2 separate regions of the Hordeum vulgare genome follow, and region 2 is linked to region 1. The links are chromatin contacts, called in public Hi-C maps. All regions are on one chromosome and are shown on one strand. The core of a region is the stretch at or near the end of the contact, and the rest is flanking DNA. Distances in the headings are between cores, read along the strand shown. Region 1 holds the start of LOC123444325 (probable galacturonosyltransferase 15). Region 2 holds the start of LOC123444328 (subtilisin-like protease SBT5.6).

Region 1 (7,167 bases), core at 1,317-3,816:
CATGGTTTTCCCTCATCTTTGCATTTCGCTTGTTTATGTTAGACAAGATTGGTATCTTGCGTCAATGATTCGTAAAATAATGTCCAAAGAACGGAGAGCATCATTCGCGATCATGTCCAGACTTCTCTTGGTCATCTGTTCCATTCCTTGTCATCGTCTAGATATTTTGAACCTTGGACGTCATCTCACAACTTACCGAATGAACATGCATCCGAAAACGAGGTCCCAACACTTCTAAAAGTGATGTTCTAGACGAATTTTCACTAGATGGGGTAATTTGTGTCACATATGCATATCTACAAGGTAAACTATGGAATTCACTCTATTTTTTAAGTTGAGGCACTAAAGTGAACATTCATGGCAACTTCAAGCACCACCGGTGCATTTACCTCTTACGGTTTTATCTCTAGACTAGAGAAGGCACGAGCAGGGGACATCAGAGGGACCATATGATGAGGCCTTTCGGCGAGGAAACCACTTTGGTAGTAACATGCAGGCATGCTACCGAAAAACCGCTAAAAGTTCAGCAAGGATTTCCGGGAGAAAGAGTGTGGGAACACGACATGTAAATTTGACGTACCATGGCCATTATCTTGACCACCACGGCTTCCATGTCAAGCCGATCATAGGACGCCAGAATGGTGTCCATCTCCGCCATGAGATCGTCCAAGGAATCCGGTGCTGCTTCCACCACCACGGGGTCCAGCAGGGTAGCTACCCTGTGGCTTCTCTTCCACTCCTTCATAAATTCCTGATCATTGAATCAATTCATCAAAATTAACAGTCATTTTATCAGTAAAGTGCTACTAGCAGTAAGAAGATTCATGTGTGTTTTGCACATGAAAGCAGAGATTTACGAGCATGCATGCATGGATCATGGATGGATAAAGGACCACAGCTCCACAAGGGCTGCAAATGCTTGGAAAAGAGCAAATGTACGAATACTTCCAAACGCAAAAGGTCTTGTCCGATGAGCATTTCCACGCTGGATTGCAGGCCACTAGCAGAGAATCCTCACTCACAAGTCGGCTCCCTCACAAGGGGTTCTTCTTTCGTTCAGAAGGAAAAGTCACAAGGGTTTTGTATATATCCATAGCGGCTCGCAACACAGTAATCCCAACCCACCAACTGGCCTGGCCGGCCCCGCCGGCCGCCGGGCCGGAATAATGCACGTACGTACGAATCTAGCACTATGCAGAGTTCCGTCCTCTTCGTCGAATTAGGCAGTTTTTCGGGTACAAATTGACCAGAAAAGGTTTTTAATCCACGGCCGTTTCACCACTTTTGAGAAACACAGGCCGCGAAACGCTGCACGGTGCCGTTTCAGCCAGGCAAAAGTGTTTGACCTCGGCCGGACACACACACACACACACACACACACACAAGTCACACACCGGCTATTTAATCTGGGGCACCGCAGAACATGCAGCATTGAATACGAGTGGTAGCTCAACTGGGGCGTCAACCGTGGAGCTCTGGCAGTCCAAAGTACGTACAGTGCGGGGATCAGGCCGGGCGATGGGGCGGGCACGGCCACGTGGTGGAGGCCACGGCGGAGCGCAGCGACGTGTTGCCGACCTGGCCCCTAAACATTCCCATTCCCATTCCCGTGAACCCGCGCTTTACTGACAGGGAGCAGAAGCGCGTGAGAATCTCCGTGCCCATCGACCGCGCGCCCACACACACACAGGAGTAAAAAAACATGTCCAAGCTCGGGTAGAAACTAGAAAGCGGGACGCCTAACTTACGCGGCCTGCTACCAAAGTCCAGTCCAAACACATTTTGACGCGCGCACGATCGGACACGGGCCTAACACACTAGTGGTGGACCGGACTCACCTCCGTCGCGTCGCCGGCTCCGTCGCCGCCGTAGAGCCAGTGCCCGAGCCCCGCCCTCCAGTCCGAGCAACCTGAGGCAATCGCACACGGGAATGGTGGAGTGATTAACCAGTGCCGTGCGCACATGTCACGAATCACCGCCGAGAAAGGAGTGAACGGAACTGCTGGCGAGCGAGCGAGCGAGCTTATTTACCGGTGGCGGAAGGGCAGAGGGAGGCGCCGGTCTCGATGGCGAGGAGCGCGGCGCGGAAGAGGAGCACGCCGGCCAGCAGGCCCGTGACCACAATGGAGCGGCAACCTCGCCGCGCCGCCTGCAGCTGCTTCTGCTGCTGCGGCGGCGGCGGCTTCGTCGCGTCGTCGTCGTCGGTGGCGGCCGCCGCGATGTACAGCCTCATTGCTCGCCGCCGCTCATGAACGAACGAAGCTACACGAGACGAGCCCACGCTCCGGGTCGAGGAACAGCGCGTGGCGGTGTGGGAACGCGGGGAGGGGGGAGGAAAGGTGCGTGGCGCGGGGAGTTATAGGCATCAGTCGTGAGAGAGCGGGACGTGCTTGCCAGTGAGAGTGAGGGAGGCGGCGAACCAAGCGAGCTATAGTACAGTAGTGTATGGGAAACTGTAGAGCAGCGCGGGAGGGGCGACGGGATCTGGCGGACGGGGGAAGAGAGGGAGGGAGCGACTTGAAATGAAATGAAATGAGATGTGAGGGAGGCCACCGACAGTGGCTGACGGTGACGCGCGGGGCCCGGCCGCGGAGGCTTGTGGACTGGCTGTGGGCTGTGGCTGGCCCGTGGCCGTGGGGGAAGGCATCGGCGACGGTGTGGCTTATCCGGTGGTGCTCTGCTCCATGCCGTGCCGCGTCGCGCTCGCAGGTCGCATGCCGCTCGTTAGATTTAGCTCTCGCATTATGTGCCTTGTCTGGTTATTGGTTATAAGCACACCTACTGTTCGAATGATGTATCCGTGTGACTGGCCTCTGGCTCTTGTGGAATCTTTTGCCGATCTGTCCTCCTGCCCGGTAAACATGGCAGTTGAAATGTTGAAAGTCACATCTCAACGAGTGTCCCCCTTCCTCCCGCAACGCTCCCTCGAGCGTCCACGAGGCCAACCCTAACGCCATCGTCAGGATGCCCCCCTCCCTCCCCTCACCACACTCGCCGCCGTCAGAGGCGTGCCCAACGGCGTCAGGGAATCTTCTTCTCCTCGCACGATGTCCTTGACGGCGGGTTGAGGTGTCCTTGTCCTAGATGCGGCGCGTCACGCGCTACAACCCGATGCACCAACGTGGTTGACAACCACGTCATGACAGCCGTGTGGCGGGCAACCGATACGTCTGAAACATATATGTAATTTTTAATTGTTTTTATGTTATTATATAGTCTCTTTTATATGATTTTATACTGGTTTATATTATCTGTATAGACTAACCTATTTACTTAGTGTCCACTGTCAGTTTCTGTTTTTTTGCTTGTTTTTTATTTTGCGAGAAATCAATACCTACATGGGTCAAAATAGTTGTCGAGTTTACCCAATATTTTTGAGCAACAAAAAACTCTCGAAACTTCGGGGGGGGGGGGGGGGGACTAGAGACTAGCCATGGAGGGGCCCATAGGGACACGATCACACCCATTTTCGTCGCCATAATTCTCTTGACCTATTTCCGTCGCCATAATTCCCAATAAATAACGAACCATCTGTCATGCCTCTTGAAGAATTTTATCGCCCACCGCAAGCCTCTCTCTCTCAGAGATCCCATCTGAAGCCCTGCCGGAGAGGAAAGACATTACCGAAGGCCTTTTCCTCAATCTTGTTGCCTCCATGACCATGTGTGAGTAGTTCCTTTAAGACCTACGGATCCATAGTAGTAGTTATATGGTTCTCTCCCTCTTATGGATCTTCGATACCATGTCACATTCTTTATCGAGATCTATTCGATGTAATCGGTAGTATGTTTGTTGTGGCATGATGAATTGTCACTATATTATTAGATGGTTTATTGAGTTCAATTGAAACTTTTGGGTTTTGTTGCTGCATAATTAAATAACTCTGTATGATGTGTGATCTATCTATTTTCTTTGGCCAAGTTCGATGGGTTTTTCTTCACAAAGAGTTGTGCTTTGTAATGGGTTCAATCTTGTGATGCTCTAACCTAGCGACTAAAAGGCTCAAGATACATATATTATTGTTGTCATTAAGGATAAAATGACGTGATTTTGTCATATTGATTGACTTCTTCCTGTTTACATTATGTCATCGTTCTTATTACGATATTCTATTTTTTAAGAACTTAGTACCTGAGATGCATGTTGGATAATGGTTTTGGAGTGAAGTAATAGTAGTAGATGCAGTTGGACTAATGGTCTAATTATGATGAATATAATTCCTATATGAGATTATGCCATGAATGATCATAGTCATAATATTGTAATCTGTTTAGTTGTCCAATTGTAATTTGTTTACCATGCCATTCACGTGTTTTCTAGAAAGTTACCAGTAGTGAACCTATGCCCCCTAGGTCTATTCTCGAACAATAGTTTCTTTTACCAAAATTTCTTCTTTATTTGTGATGTTATTTTTACCGCTATGGTTTATCTCTATTTTCTTTTAATATTGTAAGTTTATCTCTATTTTCTTTTAGTCTTGTAACTAGCAAGACAAGGGGCTTGACAACCCTTTTGCCACGATGGGTACACGTTTTTATCTTCTTTGTGTGCAGGTGTTGTTTATCTTGTTAACTTAGAAGGTTCTACTGGTTCGATTAAACCTTGGTACTTAATTGATGGGAATATTTTGCTTCTATTATACATCACACTTCCTTTTTTGGGAATCCCATCAACTCGTACGGGAGTAGAAAATAATTTCTAGCGACATTGTGGGGAAGTCTTCTATTACAAAATCAAGTGCCTTCACACAAACTCGTTATTTACGTGTTTTATATCTTGCCTAGTTATGCTATCTTTATCTTTGACACACTAAAAGATAAGCTAAAAGTTTTAATATGCTGATTATGAATCCTCATCCACTTGCTAATCTTTTCAAACTTATTGCATATTGTAAACCAATAACTAATAAGAATATGTGATAAAATTAAATGTTTCTTTATTGCACTTATTGAATGGAAAGTACGATTGCAATGATATCAATATGAATTCTATTACCATGAGTTGTGTTAATGATATGCAAAGCTATTAGCTTGGGGATTGTGAGTTTGATGAACATGATACTTTTAGCCCCCCTACTAATGAAGAAGTTATAAAATAAAAATATGATTGGGATAGACATGATATTATTTATGACTCAAGTGATGATGATACTCTTGATGAAATAGTACTTTTTATTCTAATACTATGTATCTAGGGACTACTAATGATTATTTTATTATGCCTACTACTTATTATGATGATCATGATTGGGGAGATGATTATGATGCTTCTGGTGATCTTGAAAATTAATTTGAGCCTCATGATGAATCTATTACTCATAATAATATTTGCAATACTATTGAAAGCAGGTTTGGAAGAGTGTACACTTTAGGTAGTAATGATCCCACTATTTTGGGGAATATTCAATCTTATGAATTTTGTTATAAAAGTGGGTTTTTAGAGGTCATCACTACTTTTTATAACATAAGTATCATCACAATAATCATCATAAGCAGGAGGCATGCAATCATCATGACAAATTTGATCATTCGAAGTAAGGGGACAAAAAAGACCTTCTTCATTAAGCATCGCATCCCCAAGCTCGGGACAAACATTAATTGCAGCAAATATATTATCAAACATGTCATTCTCATCAAGCATAGCATCCCCAAGCTTATGGGTTTGCATATCATTAGCATAATAACTTTTATGATCAATAGTAAGAATGGAGCCAATAGTGTAAGAATTATTATCATCAATACTTTCCAAGTTGGAGCCAAAAATATTTTCAAGATTATAAGAAGTATCATTATCTTCCCAATCATAACTATCATGACAAGCAATAGGCATAACAAAATCATCAAGTGTATCACCGTCCTCAGTACCATAGGATTCATTCTAAACAATGATAGGGGCAACATTATTCGGGAGAGATACCTTTTTACCTCTACATTTTCTTCTTCTCCACCACATCATGTGTGGGTTTAATTATTTTTTCTGAGCTCTTTATTAATGATATTGATTCGATGAGAAGCTCCTCTCCTTGCAACCCGATTCATTACGAGAAACAATAAGAGGGTTTTGGGAGACCTTTACCCTTTCATTAGTATTCCCTTTATATTCTATTGGTTTTTTCGTCTTTCTATAGTTTGCAATATAAGCATTCTCATTGCAACTTACTATGCAAAACATATAGATTTCCTGTAGATTAGTTTTATTATGTTAGTGATGAGGAATATATCAAACCAATAATTTTTATATGACAAATCTTCACACCCCCAAAATAAACAAAGTTCATTATAGAGTTCGCGGGAGATCAAATTATCACAACATTTGGAAATGGTTCGATCATTAAAATGCATGCATTGGAAATTAAGATGACCAACAATATTGCAAAGTTCACAAGTAATGGGATGAAGAGAGAATAATCTTGTGGCTAATTCATCTATCACTTTAATCCACCAATTGGTTATATCATGTTTATGCTTCACACAAAATCTATCATCCCTATAAGGCATGTCTTCATAAATTTTATTGACTCCACAAAAATTGACATGCTTATAGGAAATATTTTTTTATCATGACTAGTGCAATCATCATTAGTATCATGGATATTCAATGATTCCATACTAACAACATTGCTATCGTGCTCACCATTCAAACATTTAATGCCAAATATTTTATTAAATTCTTCTTCCAACACTTTGGCACAATTTTCCGAACCATCATTTTCACGCCAGACATTATAAAGATGAAGAAATTGAGGTAAAATTTCCATTTTTTGTACTTTTCTTTTTATAAACAATACTAGTGAAAAACAAGAAACTAAAATATTCAACTGCAAGATCTAAATATATACCTTCAATCACTCACCTCCCGGGCAATGGAGCCAGAAAAGAGCTTGATGTCTACTACACAACTTTATTCTTGTCGACTCTATTAGGCCTCCAAGCGCAGAGTTTTGTAGGATGATAATCCCCAAGTGCAAGGAATCATCGTAGCACTTTCCAAAGATAGAACTGGTAAGTATGGAGTGTCTAACCCACAAGGAGCTAAAGGTAAGATCAATATTCTCTCAAGTCCTATCTGCCATCGATACGACTTTACATACACCAAAAATTTGTTTGTGTCTAGTAACGAGAAATAAAACTGCATTGTGGGTATAAAGAGGATAGCGTTGCATGATAT
Region 2 (7,167 bases), core at 1,962-4,461, 530 kb before region 1:
CGGTGTGGAATATGTGTTACAGGGAGTACGAACCCTTGTGCCAGAGGGGATGAGTGACTTATATAGAGTGCGCTACCCCTCATCAAGGCCCAGCATCTAAGGGTTCGATCAATAGAGTTTAAATGTGTATGTTACTGATAACGTGCGTAATTAATGCTATTCATGATGAACAGCCGAACACTCGCATGTTGGCTTCCTTGGAGTGGCTTCTGGTCTTCTGCGTCGAATGGTTTCTTCCGAGTGGAAGTTGGTTGTCAAGTGAAGGGGAAAATACTCTGAGTGATTGCTTACCAAGTGACTTAGACGCCATGGCTATCCAATCAGAATCTTCCTTGTGACCTTCAAGTTAATAATGAGATACCCTTAGGTAGGACATCTGGGTCAGGCTTGTGACCCTATCCTAGATACATATCCCCATTACACACAACAAATTTCAAAATATTTGGAGCAGCCAATATTTAATGGTAAATTTTAAACTCCAACTCAAATACAATATGAGTTAATTCAAAAATCCAAGATGGCTAGGCAAAATGTGCGTCACCTCTGGTTGTTGTTTCCAACATTATCCAAAAATCATGGACATTTTTTAAGGCCATTTTGGGTTCACAGAAAATGTTTAAATTTAAACCTAACTGAATTAATTATCTACTAGGGTTTCTTCAATCCTCATTTCGAAGTTTCAAAAATGTAATCATGATGCCAAGATGTTAATGCAACTAATTACAAACAATTCTAAGGCTATGACAATCTCCAACGCTGACCCACAAAACGGGCACCCCGTCTTCGTTTGCAGACATGGACAAGTCGGTGGACCCTGCGGGAGCCAGCCATCCAACGATGCTCGCATACATTTGACCCCATTTTTTGAAGTATGCATGTTCAAATAGACGCATACATAGTTCTAATTTTAAAAAAGTTTAAATATCACACTCCAACATCGTTGTCGCCCTTGACCGCCCACAAATGCTCAATTAGATCTTCCTTTAGTTGCTCATGAGTCGCTCGATGCCGAATTTATTGATGCATTTGAACAAGCTCTTCAAATGTAGACGGATTCTGGTCGGAAAGTTTGATAGGATCCTCCATGTTCTCAAATTCAAGAGTTGTGGCAGCATCCTCAGCTCATCCTTCACAATCATGTTGTGCATGATCACACAACAGGTCATCACCTCCCACAAGATCTCCAGATCCCTTTTTTAGCAGGTCCACCAACAAGTGCAAAACGTGCTTGCTGAACTCCAAATACCCTCTCAACATCCTTTCTAGTCGCTTCATGTCTTTCGACAAAGTGATATTTTTTCTGTCCAACTGGGTTAGAGATGGTGTTGACACACATAGGATAGATATCGTCAACCAGATAGTAGCCCATGTTGTAATCATGTCGATTAACAGTATAGTGGCAAGGAGGAGCTTTTCCTTCAGTCATCTTAGCAAACAATGGTGGTCGCTGCAGCACATTGTAGCGCCAAAGAAAGCGTGCCAAATCCAAAGATCATGTGATGCAACTTCTTTAAGAATGATGGTGGGCTTCTAAACATGACTCTCGTATTGCCCTTCTAAAGCTTTGAGACCGTTCTTCCATTTCCAATGCATATAGTCAAGAGATTCGACTAAACCTGGCCACCCTCTTTCTTTCGAGATTTCAAAGATCCTCCCGGTGTCTACCAAGTTACTTCTCTCAGGTTTTGAGGTTGAAACACCTCGACCACGACAGTTGCACACCTGACCATGGCATCTTCGCATGTACTCTCAAACATTCATAGGTAGTAGTCCCACGATTCAACAGCCGTGCATGCAAGCATCTTCAGTGTGTGAGTGCACTTCTGGTAACGAAAGAACCCAATCCTTCCCATGACGTCTTTCTTCAAGATGACGTAGTCATCAAAGGACTGGACGCCATGGTAGAGAAGACCGAAAACGTTTTTGCGCATCCGAAAGTGCCTGTGAATATTGTGAGCGAAGAAGGCATCCAGGGAAAACTAGTCGTACATCGGCGTCAAATGGACATGCGCCCTCTTGCAGTTGAGCACTCGACGACCGTTGACCGATCCCTTGAAAATTGAGAATATCCTCCTCCGCATGCTCCACATCTACAAGGACTGCCTGCATCATCACCGTCTCATACGTGTAGTCCTCCTTATCGGACGTTTCAACATAGTGCTCGTATATGTATTCCGTATCCAAATACATTGCTTCAAAGAAGAAGGGACGAAGAAATTAGCTTGGGTAATTCACCGAACAATTGCCGGGCATTGTGGGTATCATAAGAGCATATGGTACCTGCGAGGCGGTCGAAGGAGAGTTTTGGGACGGAGGCGGAGGAGAAGTGGCATGGAGCCCAGGTGTACAGTTGGAGGTGAGAGACTCGTCAAGTTTTGACAAGGGTGTGGCGCTGCAGTGAGGGTGGTGGAGCAACGACACAGGCTAGATATAAAAGTGATGAAGAGACAAAGATGAAGGGATGGAGGCGCGGGCTCGAGAAGGGGTTTTGGGGGTTGGCCAAGGGTGTCGAAGCCCTACATGGATGCTATCCGGACTCCAACAAAGCCCTCCCCCCCCACCCCCCACCACACACACACACAAAGTTGTCTCGGATTAACCAAAAAAATATGTGTGGTCATCCATGTTGGATGGCTAAACACGTCCGGACGGTTACATTGAGAGTCCGCTTTGAAGATGCCCTTCTCAAGCATTTAACATACCATTGGCCTCGAGTGTTCTCACTAAATTGACACATATTGTTTAGATAATTTGTACCTACACTTTCCATTTAACTCCACTATTTCTCCATCATATGGACGATATAGCTGGTTTTCTTTTATCTGCTATTTCAAAACACTTATTTCTTAAAATTCTTACTACACTGCACGCGGGGTGCACATATTATTAGTAATACCATAATAAGTGTGTGTTTTCCTGAATGCGGTGAAGAACACAAGTGACTTTTCTCTAACAAAGTAAAAATACAGATAAGACAGTAGTGGGTGCGATTGCAGTGTCAGACTAGCTCTTTTTGTTCTTGCTGAAAATGCCAAGAATGCAGAGTATATGTATCCAATCCAGACCAAACTATCCAAGTTAAATAAGTCATCACAGCTTCAAGTTGAGGCTAGGGAAGATTCTTCCTCCAAAAGGGAAAAAAAGGAATACTGGGAAGAAAGCAAAAAATTACAAACAATATAATACAAGAAGCAAAAGATGGTATCGTCTTAGAGGGCGAGAGACAATCAAACTATTCCACCGTGTCCCTTTTGCCCGATCCATCGCCTCGCCACAGAACCTCTGTCTGTAACTCTGTATAGTGCATATATAAACAGCCTCCAAGCCGTGGAAACACGGAGGGAGATACGGCGTTCCGATGGAGGCGACAGGAGGAGGCAGCGGACGACCGGCCATGTCCGGACTTCTCTTCTTCCTCTTCCTCTTCTCCTTCCTCACTGCCTCAGCCTCTACCAAGCAAGGCCAGGTCATCATCTCAATCAATCCATTTTTCGCTGTTAATCAACAGATTTCTCACGGGTTTAGTTCGACTAGTTCATGGCCGGCACGGTCCTGCCGTTCATGATGCTTCTGTTTCGCTTAACTCCCTACGCTTAATTCTGTGTGAGCTGCGTGCTCTGCAGAAGGGACGGATTACTAAACTTTCATATCGCCGTTGTGGACAGGTCTATATAGTGTATCTGGGCGAGCACGCAGGAGAGAAGTCGAAGGAAACTGTCCTTGATGATCACCATGCCCTCCTCCTCTCCGTCAAGGGCAGGTACATACATACTCGTTACATACACAGCCATTAATGAATGCATGCATGCGTAGTTGCGTACATACATGTGGCAGTGGCAGCGCCGGATACTGGGATACTAGCGAGTCCGGCTTCGTGTACAAGTCGCAGCTAACCATTCACGCGCTCTTTTTCCCTCGTTCACCAGCGAGGAGGAGGCGCGGGCGTCGCTGCTGTACAGCTACAAGCACAGCCTGAATGGCTTCGCGGCTCTTCTCTCCGATGATGAAGCCACAAAGCTTTCAGGTAGTGTCTACAGTGACACCAGGGATTTTCTCAAAAATGGATGCACGATAAATACTCCGTCCGTTCCTAAATATAAGACATTTTAGAGATTACACTATGAACTACATACGCATGTACATAGACATATTTTAGAATATACATTCACTTATTTTGCTCCGTGTATAGTCTTTTAGTGGAATCTCTAAAAGGGAGTAATACTGTATTGTGATTTGTCTATCACTGTTGGTATATGTCCTTGTTCGTCTGGCTCATGCCATGCATGTGGAGTTTCCTGCTCCTGCAGAGAGGACTGAGGTGGTGTCTACCTTTCGGAGCGACGGGAGGTGGTCCCCACACACCACGAGGTCTTGGGAGTTTGTGGGCTTGGAGGAAGGGTTCCGAGGCCTGGACAGCGGGGACTGGCTGCCGTCCGGCGCTCACGCCGGCGAGAATGTCATCGTAGGCATGCTGGACTCCGGTGAGAAGGCTCTACTGAATACTACCGAACTGCTTTGGCAAACACGGGGAGTGAAACTGAACTGCGTTGACAAGAAGCGATTGTTTGACACTACAGGGATTTGGCCGGAGTCGAGGAGCTTCGGCGACGAAGGGCTAGGGCCAGTGCCCGCGCGGTGGAAGGGAGTGTGTCAAGGAGGAGATTCCTTCAATGCCTCCTCCTGCAACAGGTCAGCTATTACTTGTAGTATGTTTTTAGGGTATAATAATCAGCTTGTATTAGTTCTTTTAGCTGGTATTAGTAGTTTATCACATACAAATTCATACTTCATGGGTACCTTGTTATTGCTGGAAGATTGGTTGGTCGGTCTATTCAGGCTAGTATATTCTTGCTGGAAATAGGGGACATATGCACGGCCTCTTGCCGTATTCCATCGTGTGACCATATGGATATCGATCACTTCGTCAAACTAAAAATCAGAACAATATCGAACTAAGACAACAAAACAAAACAAAAGGCAGACATACATGCAGTGCATCAACCTATGATTGCGATGACAAGACAGTGACGACTGACGACCAAAGGAGAACCACCACGCGCGCGCACACACACACATAGCCAAGCCAGTCCACGACGTCGATGTATCCAAACTAGAATCTCCGGCGTGGGTGGCTGCACGCTTCAACCGGGACCAGACCGTGGACGTCCGAACAAAAACCCGAGATGGCGGGCCAGCTCGGGAGCAAGACTCCAGCTTGGCGCCTTGCCGGCCGAGTCCTGCAGGGCTGCAGTGCACAGCTTGTTTTATAATCTCTGCCTGCATGGCTTAGAGCATCTCCAACAGGCGCGCAAAAAGCCGCGCACGCTAAAAAACGCCAGTTTACCGCGCGCGGGACTGAAATGCGCGCTCCAGCGGCGGCGGGAAAAAACCGCGCGCGAGGGAACCGCTAGCGCGCGCGAAAAGGCGGCAGCCCGTGCGTCATTTTTGCGGCGCCGCGTCCCGCGCGTGCCATAAAAGGCAGCGCGCTGCCCTGCCTCTCGTGCCGCGTTCTCTCTTCTCTCTTCCTCTGCCGCTCGCGCCGCCGTCGCGTTCTCCCTGCCTCTCGCGCCGCGCTCTCTCTCCCTTCTCGCGCTGCCACCGCCGCCGACGAGCCACCATGCCGCCGCGCCGCCGGTCTGCATCGGGCTACCGCGGCGTTCGCCAGCGCCCCAACGGCGGGTTCTACGCCGAGATACGCTCCGGCGATCTCCGGCTGAGCCTCGGCACGTACGACACGACGCACGAGGCCGCCCGCGCGTTCGACGCGGCGGCGTGGCGCCTAGGCAGGCCGCGACTGCAGATGAACTTCCCCGACGTCCGCACGCTCCAGCAGGCATTAGACCTCGCCCCGCCGCCTCGCCTTAACTCCGCACAAGACCGTGCGGAGCACACTGCGATGCAGCGCCACCTCCTCGTCGCCCAGGAGGACGAGCGGGTCATGGCGGAGTGGCGCCGGCGCCACCCGGAAGACGTCGCCTACGAGCAGGAGTACTGGGACCGGCGTCGCGAGGAGGACACGCGCCGGCGCCGCGAGGAGCGGTTGGATAGACGTCGTCGGAAGGCTTTGGCGTGTGCGCATGCCGACCTCGTCAATGCAGGCGGGAGTTCCTTCTTCACTGAAGAAGATGAACGATGGTTTGACATTTGGCTGTCAACCTCCGACGACACCGACGACAATGGTGATGCAGATGACTGGAGCGACTAGGATTAGTATTTTTTTTATCAAACTATCTAGCACCGAACTATCTATCTATGTTTTCGAACTACCTATCTAGTTGCTATCTATGTAAAATAACTTTGTATCTTTTTTATTTAAATGCAATCTATTTATTAAAAAAAATTGTGCGAGCTGCATCTTTGGGCACTGCTGGAGCGGCGTGCGCGATGCATTATAGCGCGGCTGTTGGAGCCAGCGCTGCGCGACGCGCAAAACCAGACGACCAGCGCACGATAAAGTCGTTTTTTAGGCGCCTGTTGGAGATGGTCTTAGCAGCAGACGTACAAACAGTCTGCGGTAGAGTAGTTTTCTCTCTGATGATGCAGCTGCGGCAGCAGATTAGGTAGCATCCCGTGACGCCTTCCTCGCAGTCCGTGTAAAACGAGATCCCAGTCAGTCTGAAAGCGTCAGATGTTGCTCCCTCGAGAGCTGCAGAAAACTTGACGCGCAATTATGCAAACTTGTTTACTCAGCTGTTATTTCATAGGCCAAATCAGATGACTGTTAACCTCATCTTTGCGTCACTGTGCTTGTCCACACGTTTGTTAGATATAGGCCTGTTTGTTTGAGAAGTCATGGGACTTTTTTTTAGTCCCAACTTAAAAGTCCCTAGTCCTTACCCGTTTGTTTTCAGGGACTAAATAGAGACTAGAGGTCATTAAATGATATGTAAAAAGACCATGTTATCCTTAGTAATGTAGTAGTAGTTATTAAATTACATGCTAAAAGTAGGGACATTGTTGGAAAAAATGCCAAAAAGTCCCAAAAAGTCCCTTACATAGGTACTTCTTCAAATAGTCACAAACACCCCACTTTAGTCCCTAAAAGTCCCTTCTGTTTGTTTTACATAGGACTTTTTTTAGTCCCTACACCAAAAAGTCCTGAAAACAAACACCACCATAGAGAGATTAAAGTTCATACGTACGTACACCGGCACGCAGGAAGGTGAT

Evidence for each region. Hi-C and Micro-C count contacts between places; a contact is called where the count stands out from the background.
Region 2: a contact with region 1 is called in a Hi-C map of seedling, with 2.2 times the contacts expected there. The contact joins the promoter of LOC123444328 here to the promoter of LOC123444325 in region 1. A contact is called at or near these places in 2 of 6 Hi-C or Micro-C datasets (leaf and seedling).

What each region holds. Positions count from the first base shown.
Region 1 is chr3H:470,331,632-470,338,798 of MorexV3_pseudomolecules_assembly, reverse strand. It overlaps LOC123444325 (probable galacturonosyltransferase 15), which reads right to left and starts at 2,566. Exons shown (of 6, transcript XM_045121011.1): 1 at 2,032-2,566; 2 at 1,839-1,909; 3 at 581-751. The coding sequence starts at 2,233.
Region 2 is chr3H:470,859,875-470,867,041 of MorexV3_pseudomolecules_assembly, reverse strand. LOC123444328 (subtilisin-like protease SBT5.6) reads left to right here and starts at 3,211. Exons shown (of 10, transcript XM_045121014.1): 1 at 3,211-3,466; 2 at 3,666-3,760; 3 at 3,927-4,024; 4 at 4,308-4,481; 5 at 4,578-4,689; 6 at 7,159-7,167. The coding sequence starts at 3,359.